Regions from separate parts of the Mus musculus genome. Here regions 1 and 2 are each linked to region 3. A link is a contact called in public promoter capture Hi-C data. All regions are on one chromosome and are shown on one strand. The core of a region is the stretch at or near the end of the contact, and the rest is flanking DNA. Distances in the headings are between cores, read along the strand shown. Region 1 holds the start of Ndufs3 (NADH:ubiquinone oxidoreductase core subunit S3). Region 2 holds the start of Fnbp4 (formin binding protein 4). Region 3 holds the start of Zdhhc5 (zinc finger, DHHC domain containing 5).

Region 1 (4,211 bases), core at 661-3,160, 6.2 Mb before region 3:
CACCATCCCTAGCTATTTTAGATATACTGATTCATCTTCATCAATTCATTTAAGTCCTGCATACCATCAAGATACAGGGCAGATGAAAACATCAGGCACTTCTTATTTCCTTTTGTGGAAAAGTGATGCAGCTTTTTATTCTTTAGTTACTGTACTGTACTGTCTGACAGTAGCTATGCTGACTCTCAACACCGAACATCAACCTCAATCTAAAATCTACCAGAAAGGGAATTATAATATAAACTAACAACAGTTAGTCACATAAAGTTGGGGTTCTCCTGAGCCAGACCATCTGCTGAACATGACTCTTGCCCAGTTAGGTGTGGTAAGCCCTTTCGTGAGCTTACCTGAGATGATATCAGTGAGTAGATGGTGGGGCAAGTGGAGGAACTCCTCTGTGCTCTGCAGCTGGGCCAGGTGGGTCTTGGCACAGTGCTTGGCAGCAGTGTAGAGCTCGGGGTCACTGTGTCTATCTGCAAGCCACATCACCTGCAGGCAGTTGCCCACCTGTACCGTGCGTGCCAGAAACCGAGAACACTCCTCAAAGAGAGATGTCAGCTGATACATGTCTGACACCTCGTAAATTTCCTGCAGCTCATCAGCTCGAAGTTTCACAGTCCCATGGTATATATAGTCAACTAGGAGCTGGAAAACAGACTCGCTGACATCCTGCAGCACAATCACCCGGTTGTGAGCCTCCTTCAGGTTGGATGTGAACATGGATCGGAAGAAGCAGCTCTGAGCTGACAGGACCAGCCGGTGCAGCTGAAACTCTCGGCCTTCCACTGAAATGGTGACATCAGCAAAGAGCTCCTCCTCTAAACACAGTTTCATGATGCCCTGAGCCACTCGGCCTGAGTGAGACCGGTCTTTGAAAGTATAGTTCACAAAGTAGTTTTCATCCATGGATGCTCCAGGCTCCTCTGGTGACTCCATGGTAGCCAACTTCTCTCTTTGCCAACTATCTGCAAAGCAATATCACCCTAAGTATTTGGGTAATTCACAGACACAGTCCATGAATCCAACTGTCCAAGTCAAGACAGGGAGAAGGGAGACACTGGAGCAAAGTGGGTCCAGAATGGCCTTATTCCTGGTCTTGCCAATGTGGCCTATGCCATTCCTCCAGTTTTCCTGCAGTGGGGCCTCTCCTCCAATGAATTCAATTAAAAGTTCCAACTCTGTTGTTTTTCCTTGAGGTAAAATTGGATATTCCTGATCGTGATGTAACAAAAGACTTGGGACTTAGGTTAGCTCATGAAAAAGACGAAGGAGGAAGCCTATGATCTTAAAACCAAATAATTTGGATATACAACTAATGAGACTCTGGAGAAGCATAATTAGGCCAAACTAAGACATCCAGGTATTGTTGTTACATTCCCTCTTTGCCTGGACATAAGAGTGCAGACCCCCCAATACTGAGGCTTGGGCCTGGACTTCCACTTTTACTCTTTTCTAAGCTGCTGTTTCTTACTTACCTCTCGCTCCAGTGAGTTCTTAAAGAAGCCCTTGAGAGCCCAGCCGTCCCCGGCCGGGGGCACAAGGAAGTCCATAACCCTGTGCAATCTGACCGTGCCACCTGGAGTCGCCTAGGAAACGGTCTCCAAGGAAACCGTCCATCGTCTCCCCCCCCCACCCCGCCCCCCATTAAAAAAGCTTAGCTCAAGAGCCGGCGCGGTGTAGAACTTAGAACCCAGAACGCCCACCCTTTCCCTTTCTCTCACCGGTGCGGTTCGTTGCGTCTTCTTCTCTTCGGCCTCCGCTGTACCGAGATAGGGCTACGTACACCTCACGGTTTCCCCACCTGCGGGTCTTTCTTACCTGCGATACCTCCTTTCATGCCAGGGCTCAGATCCGGAACCTCTGCTTCCCGCCCCGCGTCCGCCCGGAAGAAGAGTCACTGCACATTTCCACTTCCGGTCCGTGCCCTTGGGGCTCCGTGGCCTGCGTGTGTTCTCCGGCTACTTAGTCGGCACACTAAGGAACATGGCGGCGGCTGCAGCCAGGGTCTGGTGTCGTGGGCTCTTGGGGGCCGCTTCCGTAGGCAGGGGTGAGCAAGGAACAGCAGCAGGTTGAGACCACGGGCAGCACGGAGACCTCCCCGAGTCTCACCCGCGCCTTTGTGCCTTTTCTCTCCCTGTGCAGGGGCTGGGCGACCCTCCGTGCTGTGGCAGCACGTAAGAAGGGAGAGCGCGGCGGCTGACAAGCGCCGTGAGTATGTGCGGATGGCGCTTTTTCCCCCAACGTTAGCTGGGGCCTTTCGTTGTTTCTGTCAGATGTTTGTCCTTGCCTTGGAATGTCCTTCCCTCCTGGCAAATCTCTGCTTGTCCTTGGAGATTGCTATGGTCTCCACTTTGCTGTTAGAATCGAGCACTTCCTGTGCCCTAGATATTTGTTCCCTTCTGATCTTGATCGCCTTTTGCTCGTTATCAGGATTTGATTTTTTTTTTTGTCCTCCGATGAAATTGTCTTTGAGCGCAGGTAACAAAAACTTTTGAGACTCAAAGTCCAAAATAATTGTAGCTCACATCAATTTAGTATTTACTAGGCACCTTGGACTTCATAAGAGCCTGATGAGACGCATAACGTTTTACTGTCCATATAGATGTAGATCATGAAGCGGTCCAGATAATTAAATTATTCAGTCACAGTTCCAGTGAACGACAAAGCAGGTCTGTTTCCAAGTGCAGAAAATACTTAATCCTTGATTCTGTGATGTGTGGGTGCTCAAGTACTTGAATGACCCTGTGGTGATTTTATGTTCAGTCAACAGAATCACACTGGGAAATAGAAAGCTTCTTTTCATTCCAGGACATCTATTACACAAAGTGACAGGGGATAGAGTATGGGCAATGAGGTAATCTTTCAGGGTCCTTCAGCCCTGAAGTTCTCTGATTAAGAACTTGGTATAAACAAGTACCAAGAAGGGAAAGAGAAACAGAAGTCTGGTTTCCATCCTTAAAGAGCTCTGAGTCTGAGAGAGGAGCTGCCACTGTTGCATTGTTACCATGAGTACAGGAAGTGAGGAACAGCTGTGGAACAGTGGAGAAAAGAAGCAAAGATTGCCCAACACAGTAACAAGAGTGTATGGACCGAGAAAGAGAAATGGTGTTGCACTCTGAGTTTTTTCTTTTTCTTTTTTTTTAAAGATATTTTTATTTTTTTATGTATGTGAATATACTGCAGCTGTCTTCAGACACAGCAGAGTAGAGAATCGGGTCCCATGTGGTTGCTAGGAATCGAACTCAGGACCTCTGGAAGAGCAGTTAGTGCTCTTAACCACTGAGCCATCTCTCCACTCCCTTCTCCCTGAGTTTTAAACACTTCCTAATTCCTGGAAGGTACTTTACACCTATGCCTCTTAAGATCCTTCAGGGAGGGCTTGGAGAGGTGGCCCAGTGTTTAAGAGCACTGGCTATTCATCCCAGATACAATTCCCAACATGGACATGTCAGTTCAGAACCATCTGTAACTCCAGTCTCAGGGAATCTAACATTCTTTTGGCTTCTGTGAGCATCAGGCATTCATGTGTGCATAGACATATATGCAGGCAAAACACCAAAATAAATAGTAAAAGTAAACTTTTTCTTTTTTAATGAAAATTCTTCAGAAAGACCTGAGAGGTTAGTTAGTTTGTTTGTGTGTGTGTGTGTTTGCTACCTTCTCCCTTCATGCTTTTTCCTTTCCAGCCACTGTCAGACCCCGGAGTGATGTGACCCACAAGCAGCTCTCAGCATTTGGAGAGTATGTGGCTGAAATCTTACCCAAGTATGTCCAACAAGTTCAGGTAATATTCGTTGTCCTTGGGTCTGGGCCAGGAATTCACCATGGCACCTTAAGTCAGTAGTTCTCAACCTGTGGGTCGTGACCCTTCTGGGGTTGCTTATGACCATCAGAAAACACATATGTTTAGGTTATGATTCATAACTGGCAAAATTATAATCATGAAGTAGCAATAAAAATAATGTGGCTGGGGGTCACCACCACCTGAGGAAGTGTGTATTACAGGGTCACCGCATTAGAAAGGCTACAAACCACTGACTTAAGCCAAGTGATCCCTGCAGTGTGCTACGCCCTTAGTAGCTATGTCTTCTCTCCACACCACCTTTCCGTGTCTGCAGGTGTCCTGCCTTGATGAGTTAGAAATCTGTATCCATCCCGATGGAGTCATCCCAACGCTGACTTTTCTCAGGGATCACACCAATGCACAATTC
Region 2 (4,655 bases), core at 162-2,661, 6.0 Mb before region 3:
GAGTTTTGCATCTCACCACTGATATGCAACCCCAATCCTAGAAAAGCTTCAACGACTTTTTATGAGAAATAATAAATTAGCAACATTTAACCATCCAACAACCCAGCTGCACACTTTTATCTTTCAACTTAATAAAAGATATTTTAAGGGAAAGGCAAAAACAACAACAAAAATCTCTACCTGTTGCCTTGACGGCTGTCGGTCTGGTGGTCATGACTGGTGTTGGAGGGTTCTGAACAACGTTGGGGACCTCCACCACCACTTCTTGTTCATCTGTATTTGGAATGCACAAAAGGAAGCTGCAGTCAGTCAGTGGGCCAGGGTCCAAAGCTTGACCTTCAGCCTGAATCAACTTATAAAACCAGCGTGTATCACTGATGCAAACTAAGAAGACAAAAAACAAGCTGATCTACCCTTCCATTCATTTAGTGGTAGCGACAGTAAGAACGTGAACACTATGAAAATGGCACCTGCAATACTTAACAATTAACATGCATAAATACTTCTGCACGTTTCCACACGTTATGTACATCCTATTAATCTGATTCTTAATGTTTGATACAGTATAGCTTCTCCGGCATCTACTCCATGCAATTGTTACCCTAAACCCAAACACAATTCCAGAAAAGCCCACACACAGGTTTTGTCACTTTCCCTTAAGTCTGGGGTTACCGATGCTTTGTCTAGCATAAGAAAAAAATATGGGTTTGTTCACTTCTAAAGAGTGGTGTCTCCATTTCAACAAAAACGAAACCAAGCGTGACAAGTAGAGAAGGCCAGGTTCAACCGCCTCAAGGCTCGCACGTGGAAATTGCCCTCCACCTTCTGCGTTATTAAGATCGAAGGGAGTCATCTAGGAGACATTTGGGGTCCCAAGCCTCGGTGGACGGCACAGGTTCCGGGGAGAAACCCCTGCACCGCAAAGGCGCCTCAGATGAGTCCGGGCCCGGCCTTCCGCCTCCCAGAGTCCCCGACCGCCGTCCCGCGGGCCCCAGATCGCTGGCAGCCGAGGTGTACCTCGCCCGCCAGGGTTTCTCTTCTTCACCGGGTCCGAAGAGACACCCGGGAACCTAGGCCGCAAGCCCCGTGCTCGAGTTTCAGACGTCCCAAATAAAAGCAGGGCTCCTCTCGCGCGCCCTTACCTTCTGAAGGCGAGTCCTCTGGGGCAGCGGAGGCAGGCACCGCGGGCGACGTCGCGGCCGCCGCCGTCGCTGCTGCCGGCGCTGACTGGCTTGTCGCCGCCGCAGTCGAATCTGCCTCGGGATCCGGATCGGGGTCGGGATCCCGGCCCGGGGTGCTGCTCCGAGGACCCGGTGGAGAGAGCTGCAGGATAGGCCTGCGGCCGGGTACCGCCCGGGACTTCTTCCCCATCATGAGCCGGAGCGCGAGCAGCGAACGACGGCAGATTAGTGGGGCGGGCGCACAGCGCCCCGGTGCGTAATCAATATTCATGAACCGTGGCACCGCCTCCCGAGGAGATCCGCTTTTAACCGGCGCGGTGCACTTGCGCATGCGGCCTGCGCCCCGGTGCTTTTACGCACGTTCCGCTCCATCCATGGTGGGTGGGCTTTGTTCAGGGAAAAGGCGATTGGCTGTTTTGACTTGAGACGGACTCGGTAGCCAATAGCAAAGGGAAAAGACAGGACTTCGCGCCAATAGTGCGGAAGGGCCCGCGGTGTGTGCGACTTCCTTAGACTGGGGTTGCACCATGCGCTGTTAGCCAAGTCTTTTCTTTAGGGCTTTGTCCGCCATCTTGTAGCTATTTTCAGCTGCTTATTGCTGTTTGTCTTTGAGGAAGATAAAGATACATTGCACCCTTCTGCAAGTTCTCTTGGTTATTGTAGCTTCTTTGGGGTATAGTATTAAACAATGATGATGCTGGGTGTTTATACATCGGTAGGCTTTTTCTGTTTTGTTTTGGTTTTGTTTTTGATTTTCGAGACAGGGTTTCTCTGTGTAGCCCTGGTTGTCCTGGAACTCACTTTGTAGACCAGGCTGGCCTGGAACTCAGAAATCCGCCTGCCTCTGCTTCCCAAGTGATGGGTTTACGGTAGGCTCTCTCCCCACTTTCTTGCTCCAGCCCCGCTCGCCCCAACCCAAAGGTTTATTTATTTATTAAATGTAAGTAAACTGTAGCTGTGATACACAAGAGGGTATCAGATCTCATTACAGATGGTTGTGAGCCACCATGTAGTTGCTCGGATTTGAACTCAGGACCTTTGGAAGAGCAGTCAGTGCTCTTAACCGCTGAGCCATTTCTCCAGCCCCAGTAGGCTCTTTAAAACGAAATACGACGTGATTAGTAGGGAAAATGACTGGACCTTGGAAACAGTCAAACTGTTCATATGGGATACCGAAGCCTTACCTCATCCTACTTCTGTAAACACTACTTTTTTGCCCTACCTCCAACTCCTCCACCTTGAGGCTGAGCTCTTTACATTTTGAGTCTTCCTTGTTCCCCATTCCTAGAGTCAGGTGACATCCTGAGTCATTAATGTTCTCCCCAGAGATAGTTACCACGCAAGATAATGCTGATTTTCTCCAGGACCCACTCCTTCCACCCATCCCTGATTGCTTCTAGACTAATGACAGCAGGCCAGAAGATGAGAAATAATGCCTAAAGATGGTGCACTGTACTCCTGGAGAGCTACTGAAGTGTTCTAATAACACTGGAAGTAGTTGTCATGGTTCATGTCTATAATTTCAGTGGAGACAGAGGTAGGAAGATTTCAAGTGAGTCTAGCCAGGTATGCATATTACCAGAGCTTACAAAGTGAGATCTTGTCTCAAAGATAACAATAATAACAATAAATTAATAAAATAATAATAATACAAGGAGAAATCTGGGGAAGATGTATGAGAATGGATGTTAAAGAGGGAGTATAAGAGGCAGGAGGATTTCTGAGTTCGAGGCCAACCTGGTCTATAGAGTGAGTTCTAGGACAGTCAGGGCTACACAGAGAAACCCTGTCTCGAAAAACCAAAAAAACAAAAAACAAAAAAGAAACCCTGTCTCAAAAAACAAACAACAAGCCAGGCAGTGGTGGCACATGCCTTTATTCCCAGCACTTGGGAGGCAGAGGCAGGCGGATTTCTGAGTTCCAGGACAGCCTGGTCTACAAAGTGAATTCCAGGACAGCCAGGGCTATACAGAGAAACCCTGTCTCGAGGAGAAAAAAAAAAAAAAGAGCAAGAATAATAGGCCAGGCAAGTGGATCTCCGAGTTCCACTAGAGTTAGGGCTACATAGTGAGACCCAGTCTCAAAACAAAAATATCTGGGGTTAGAGAGATTGCTCTGAGGACCTTCAGTTCCCAGTACCCACATGGTGATTCACAACTGTAACTCCTGTGCCAGGAGATCTGTAGCCCTGTTCGGGCCTCTGGCACCAACTATGCTTATGGTGTACATACATATGTGCATTTGAAAGATGTACACACAAAATAAAAATAAGTAAAACCTATGTACACTGGGAGAGTTGAGAAACCATACCGTCATCAGAATTTTGCAAAATACACTAGATTTTCAAAACCCCGGCATCACTGAAGAGCTCCTTCTTTGTAGGCCAGACATCACAGGAGAGATACAGCAGCTTACTTGGAAAGCTAAAAAAGAAAAAAATGGATCCTGGGATGGCAGGGGCTAAATGGGCATGGATACAGATTTTGTAGTAGCACAGAATACACTCAGTAGACTGAGTCCGGGAGGCTTATGGCATTCACCATAGATCTACATGAATCATGGTATTCCCGCAGGTGTAATAGGAAGCCTACAAAATTTTTGATCTGTATAAGTAGATGTTTTCAGGTCAATAAAAGTAACTTGAGTCATGTGAACAGAGAATCGTGGCCCCTCCATCAATACTTAGACCTTTGTCCTTTCTGAAGATGGCCTTTGATTCAACTTCCCATCCATTCCTCTCATCTTAAGTCCATCCTTTAGTTGCAATAACTACTGTATCACATGACAAAATCGTTCCCCCAGGGCCCAGTACAGACAAGACCTTCCTGAGCATCCTTGCTCTTCACTGTCAAGCCCTCTTGGTACTTGACAGTGGTATGGACACCCAGCTCCCTCTCTAAGTGCAAGAAATAACTGGTAGAATATTTTTTTTTATAGACACAGAGGTTGGTTGCACACTAACCAAGCACACTAAAAATATCTAATATTTGTTATTTGCTGTGTTGCTATGTATTAATGACTAATAACTTTAAATGCAGGTTTGTATCTGATTCTCATAACCTTACAGGGTAAATAGCTCAATTTTGGGTTCACCTGCTAATGGTTGTTAAGTGAAAAATCCACAAGAATAGTGACTTGATTTATTTATTTTTTTTCGAGACAGGGTTTCTCTGTGTAGCCTTGGCTGTCCTGGAACTCACTCTGTAGACCATGCTGGCCTCAGAACTCTGCCTGCCTCTGCCTCCCAAGTGCTGGGATTAAAGGCGTGCACCACCACGCCCGGCTTGACTTGATTTTTTTAATTCATTTGTTTACTGTTTCTAGCAAACATACTTTCTGAAACATGAGAAACATTCAGCAAATATCTTAAAATACAAGAACTTGACTAGATGAATGAATGAACATACACAAACTTGAAATAAATTAGATTGTTTTCTTACTAATGGATGAAGAATCTGGATTATTAAGGTATTC
Region 3 (4,534 bases), core at 947-3,446:
CCCACCCTCCAAAAAAAAAGAAACCAAAATCTAAAATTGTCACTATATCTTGGGACAGTGATTATGCTTCTGCTAGTGCTCATCCAGCTAAAATTAGGCTGACAATCCAGTAGTCTAATGTCCCTAGTGACCCTGAGGTATTCAGTACCTCTGGTTGGATGATGGAACCCTTTTTCCATTTAGTATGCTCTGGCCAAAAGACATGATGATTCACACAGGTCTTTGTAGAAAAATTGGGTTGGCAGGATGGGTCAGTGGGTGAAAGGACTTCCTAGGCGTGACTGACAACTTGAGCTCCTATCTGTAAGCCAAGAGAGAACCAACACCCAAAAGCTGCCTGAACTCTGTCTGCCTTCTCTCTCTCTCTCTCTCTCTCTCTCTCTCTCTCTCTCTCTCTCTCTCTGTCTCAAACAAATAGTTTTCCTATTTAAAAAGGTAGGAAAATCAAGAATGCTTCACTTGTTAAGTAGAGAAAATAAAGCTTTAAAATCCTAGAGAAATAAATGAAATTTGACCCATCTTAAGGAAACATTATTTTATAGGCAGAATATACTTGATAGGGTAAATGTTGTACCTCCAAATAATACTTTAAAATTATTCATAATGCTGAAGATTTTTAAAAATTCTCTCCTTAGACCGCTCTATTGGCCGTGCTACCTACTTCCTCCATGTGTGATGTGTGAGCCACAGCCCAGGCCATACCACCATTCTGCCATGGTCTGAGAATTTACCCCACAGACGTCTTCGCCAACGGATTTTTCAAAATAAAGTTCCACTCCTTAAAACATGTATGCTCGTAACGGTTCCAATAAACGCTGCATTTAAGCCAGTAGTAAAAATGATAAGGGATAAGACTAGAGTCTAAAGAAAAAAGGGTAGATTTTTTTTTTTCTTTTCTTTAACTGGATGCCTAAGGCTGAAGTGTCAAAGTTAAATCAGTAACATTTGAAGTGAAGTCAAGGAAACAATGACAGGACTTGGAAATAACCCTGAACGAGACCTTCGCTTCAGGGAAGCGGCTCGGGGATATCTTTTTGAAGGGCTGTTATGTAACAGAGCTCCTTTACAAATGAGAGGTGGCCTGAAGCTGTAAGAGGAGAGCCCTATGGCAAAGCCACCGGGTCCACAGCCGTCTCGGCTTAATTAGGGCAAAATGTAGTGCCGCGATCTTCGGAGAGTTAGCCAGCAGCTCGCCAGGGACAGGAGCTATTCTAGAAAGACTTTTCTTTTCAGCCTGCTTTCTCAAATTGGGTGAGGTCAGGGCGCCCATTCCTCGTGTAGTCGTGGAGGTGTCTACGCCTCGCACCGCGCACTCCCAGTGCTTCACTCCATCGGCAAGCACTGTAAATCTAGGGATAGCAGCCGAGCTCCTTCATCTAACCCAGCCTTGGACAGAACCCTCTCCTCAGACTGTTCAATGGGCCGTGCGCCTCCTTCCTCCATAGGTGAGGCCATACCACCACTCAGGAATTCTGCCACGGTCTGAGAATTTACCCCACTGACGCTTTCGCCAACGGATTGTTTTAAATAAAGTTTCAGTCCTTAAAGAAAAAAAAAAAAAAAAAAAGTGTGTGTGTTGGAGGGGCTGCCCGACCGAATCCTCACACCAATGAATGAAGAGGCAAGGAAGGAAGCCGGAAAGGCTTAACGGTGATTGGCTATCGTAGATGCTTTTCAGGACTGTACCAGGCCAACTCGGAGGAGGCTGGTGAACTAAGAAAGGGCATCTGCTTGTTTTTGAGCACTTCCGGTACATACGTAGAATTTTTTTTGCTTAAAAGTTTTTCTTGACTACACTACAAATGGGAAAGCGGACAAAATAAGAGAAAGATCTCGCCAGACCAGTTCCTCGTCCCCAAACCGGCGCAGTTCGCCATGTCCCCTCTCCCGACCATCCAGCCAGACACGACGGCCAGGCGCGCGCGCTCCCGTGTCACTACGTGTTTGCGGCGCCGTGCCCCTGCAGCCAATCAGAAGGCGAGGTCGCCGCGGTCGCCCGCGGTCGCGCGCACGCTCTAGAGCGCCGTGGGGGCGGGGGTTAGGGGGTGAATGGAAGAGTGAACGGGGGCGGGCTCGGCGGCGCGAGCCGCATGAATGAGAAGAACGTGCCCCGCGAGAGACGTCGCCCGCGCCCGCGCCCGCGCCCGGGAGCCAATGGGAACGTCGTGAGGCTACAGACCGGAGGCTGAGGGCAGCGGCCGCGCGCCGGCCGCACAGAGGCGAGCGTCGGCCGTCGGGAGCGCGCGGCGGCGGGGCGGGCGTGGAGCGTGCGGGGGCCGCGCGCTGCCTCTCAGAGGCCAGACGGCACTGCTGGGAGGCGGCGGCGACAACGACGGCGGTGACAACGACGGCGGCGGTGACGGGCGCCGCGCCGGGGGTGAGTACCGGGGACGCTGGCCCCTGCGGAACCGGAAGTGCTGGGCTAGTGAGGTGGGAGGGGAGAGTGACCTCTAGGGAAGGGGGACCGCGGAGGGGAGGAGGTTAAGGCCCTACCCCTCCTCGGGCTGTACGGGCCCCGAAACGGACGCCCGCAGACTAAGAGAGCCGCGGCCGCCCGCCGGGGCTTGGACCCGGTTGGTGCCCGGCTGCCCAGTTGCGGAGCCGCCGCCCCTTCCTTCCCCGGCCCGCGGTTCTCTCAGCTCCGGCGGGCCCTGCGCGCGGTGGATTCCGTGTTTTCTGGGCCAGGGGTAGTCAGTCCTGCCCCCGGTGATGACTCCCACTGCTCCAGCTGCCGGCCGGGGACTGTACTCCTTTTACCGCTCCGCGGTTCAGGCCCCTCGCCCTACACTCCACTGGTCCTTATTTTGGTTAGAGCTTCGTCCTGTGGTTACCTGTTCTTTCTCCCATCCATCGGCTGCTTCTCCCTACCCCCCACCAGCCAGGTGCTCCATGCTTTTATGCTTTTAGTACTTTGTACTTTATTTTACAAGTAGGGCTTGAATGTATCTGACAGTATTTTATCACTAGCCGTCTATTCCTGGGGAAGTTTAAAGTTCCTTAACCAGTTGGCCAAATGAAACCACTAAAACGAGAAACAAGAAAGTGACTAAAGTTATTAGAAGTAGTCGTAGAATAGATACATGTTACATTGCAGACCATTTTTGTCCTCTTGGGTTTACTTCCTGGTTAATGCCATCTTGTCCAGGATAATCTTAGGTTAGATCTCCATCCTTTTATCCCAGTGTGAGCCTGCTTTGTATCAGACAGATCTGTCCGGTGCTCATGAATGCATACAAATTCATCTAGTGTTTGTAAGAATTCTATCGCCAGGTACTTGGGCACCTACGTCGATCTGTAATAATACTCTTTTTAAACTTCTTCTTGGATCTTTCCTTCATAGCATGTATTCATTCTTCTATATGACATCTCCATTTCTATATATTCAAATTTAGTGTTCTGTGCTATAAGGTTTGGTTATTTTAACAAATAATACATGTGCTGTCCACTGCACTGCTCCAAAGGAACTACTTATATCAAACCTTATGAAAGTCTTCAAACTACACATCTTGAATTGTTTGTTGTTGTTTTGAGACAGGATCTCTGTACATAACTGTTGCTGCCCTGGAATTCACTTTGTAAGACCAAGCTGATTTCTAACTCAGAGTTCTGACTTCCTGTGCCTCCCAAGTGCTGGGATTGAGGTCGAGAGCTACCACACCTGGCTCTGTATTGTTTGTTTTATACATACATATTTTCACTCAGTGATTTTTTTCCCCCTCAGTCAGCATGTGTCACGAACATTCTTGTCCACTTTAGTGATACTGTTGTGGATACACCAGCTTGTGACTGATGAACCACACTCGCCTTTCCGGTTTCGTCCCTTCTCTTTCTGCACCACATTCCTTTGATAAGACTTGGTGTGTTGATATTTATACCCAATAAATTATTTTATCTTGTCCCTTCTAATATCTATCTTAACATTTCAGACGATGGTCTCATTTATATTTCAGTATGCGGTTCCATAATTGCATGTACTGTACCGTGGCAGAATTAGTCTGTGTGGCTTTCGTCCTGTAGTAAATGTGACCTGCAATAGTATAGGATTCACTTTACGTAATAGTTAGGTAATTTTCCTTTTATCTTTGGAGTTTTGAGGGAAACGGTTCCTTTAATAATACTGTCTACAAATCAAATTTGCTTGTTCCAGTTGATAAAGATATTTAGGCCTAAAGTCAGGAAACAGAAATAAGCATAAAATCAGGACTAAATAGGATCTGGTTTTTAGTTGGACCATAGAAACTTAATGGAATCTTTGGGCCTTCTTTCTAATGTTACTTAACCCTCCCCCCTCCCTCCCTCCTTCCCCCCTCTCTCCCATCTTATTTATTTATTAAATTTTTCTTTTGGGACAAAGTCTTACTATGTAGCCCTTGCTGGCCTGGAAGCTATGCATACCAGGATGGCTTGGAGAGATCCACCTGCCTCTGCTTTTCTTTTTCTTTCTTTCTTTCTTTCTTTCTTTTTTTTTTTTTTTTTTTTCCCCAAGACAGGGTTTCTCTGTATAGCTCTGGCTGTCCTGGAACTCATTCTGTAG

What was found. Promoter capture Hi-C pulls out the DNA fragments that hold promoters and counts their contacts.
Region 1: a contact with region 3 is called in a promoter capture Hi-C map of pre-B cells. The contact joins the promoter of Ndufs3 here to the promoter of Zdhhc5 in region 3. A contact is called at or near these places in 5 of 39 promoter capture datasets (cranial neural crest, frontonasal cranial neural crest, maxillary cranial neural crest and 2 more).
Region 2: a contact with region 3 is called in a promoter capture Hi-C map of pre-B cells, with 5 times the contacts expected there. The contact joins the promoter of Fnbp4 here to the promoter of Zdhhc5 in region 3. A contact is called at or near these places in 4 of 39 promoter capture datasets (cranial neural crest, maxillary cranial neural crest, pre-B cells and 1 more).

The regions. Positions count from the first base shown.
Region 1 is chr2:90,902,420-90,906,630 of GRCm38.p6, reverse strand. It overlaps Ndufs3 (NADH:ubiquinone oxidoreductase core subunit S3), which reads left to right and starts at 1,910. Exons shown (of 7, transcript NM_026688.3): 1 at 1,910-2,047; 2 at 2,143-2,208; 3 at 3,687-3,784; 4 at 4,119-4,211. The coding sequence starts at 1,984. It overlaps Kbtbd4 (kelch repeat and BTB (POZ) domain containing 4), which reads right to left and starts at 1,891. Exons shown (of 4, transcript NM_025991.4): 1 at 1,722-1,891; 2 at 348-965. The coding sequence starts at 936.
Region 2 is chr2:90,742,314-90,746,968 of GRCm38.p6, reverse strand. It overlaps Fnbp4 (formin binding protein 4), which reads right to left and starts at 1,411. Exons shown (of 17, transcript NM_018828.3): 1 at 1,143-1,411; 2 at 181-273. The coding sequence starts at 1,371.
Region 3 is chr2:84,712,826-84,717,359 of GRCm38.p6, reverse strand. It overlaps Zdhhc5 (zinc finger, DHHC domain containing 5), which reads left to right and starts at 2,196. Exons shown (of 12, transcript NM_144887.4): 1 at 2,196-2,377.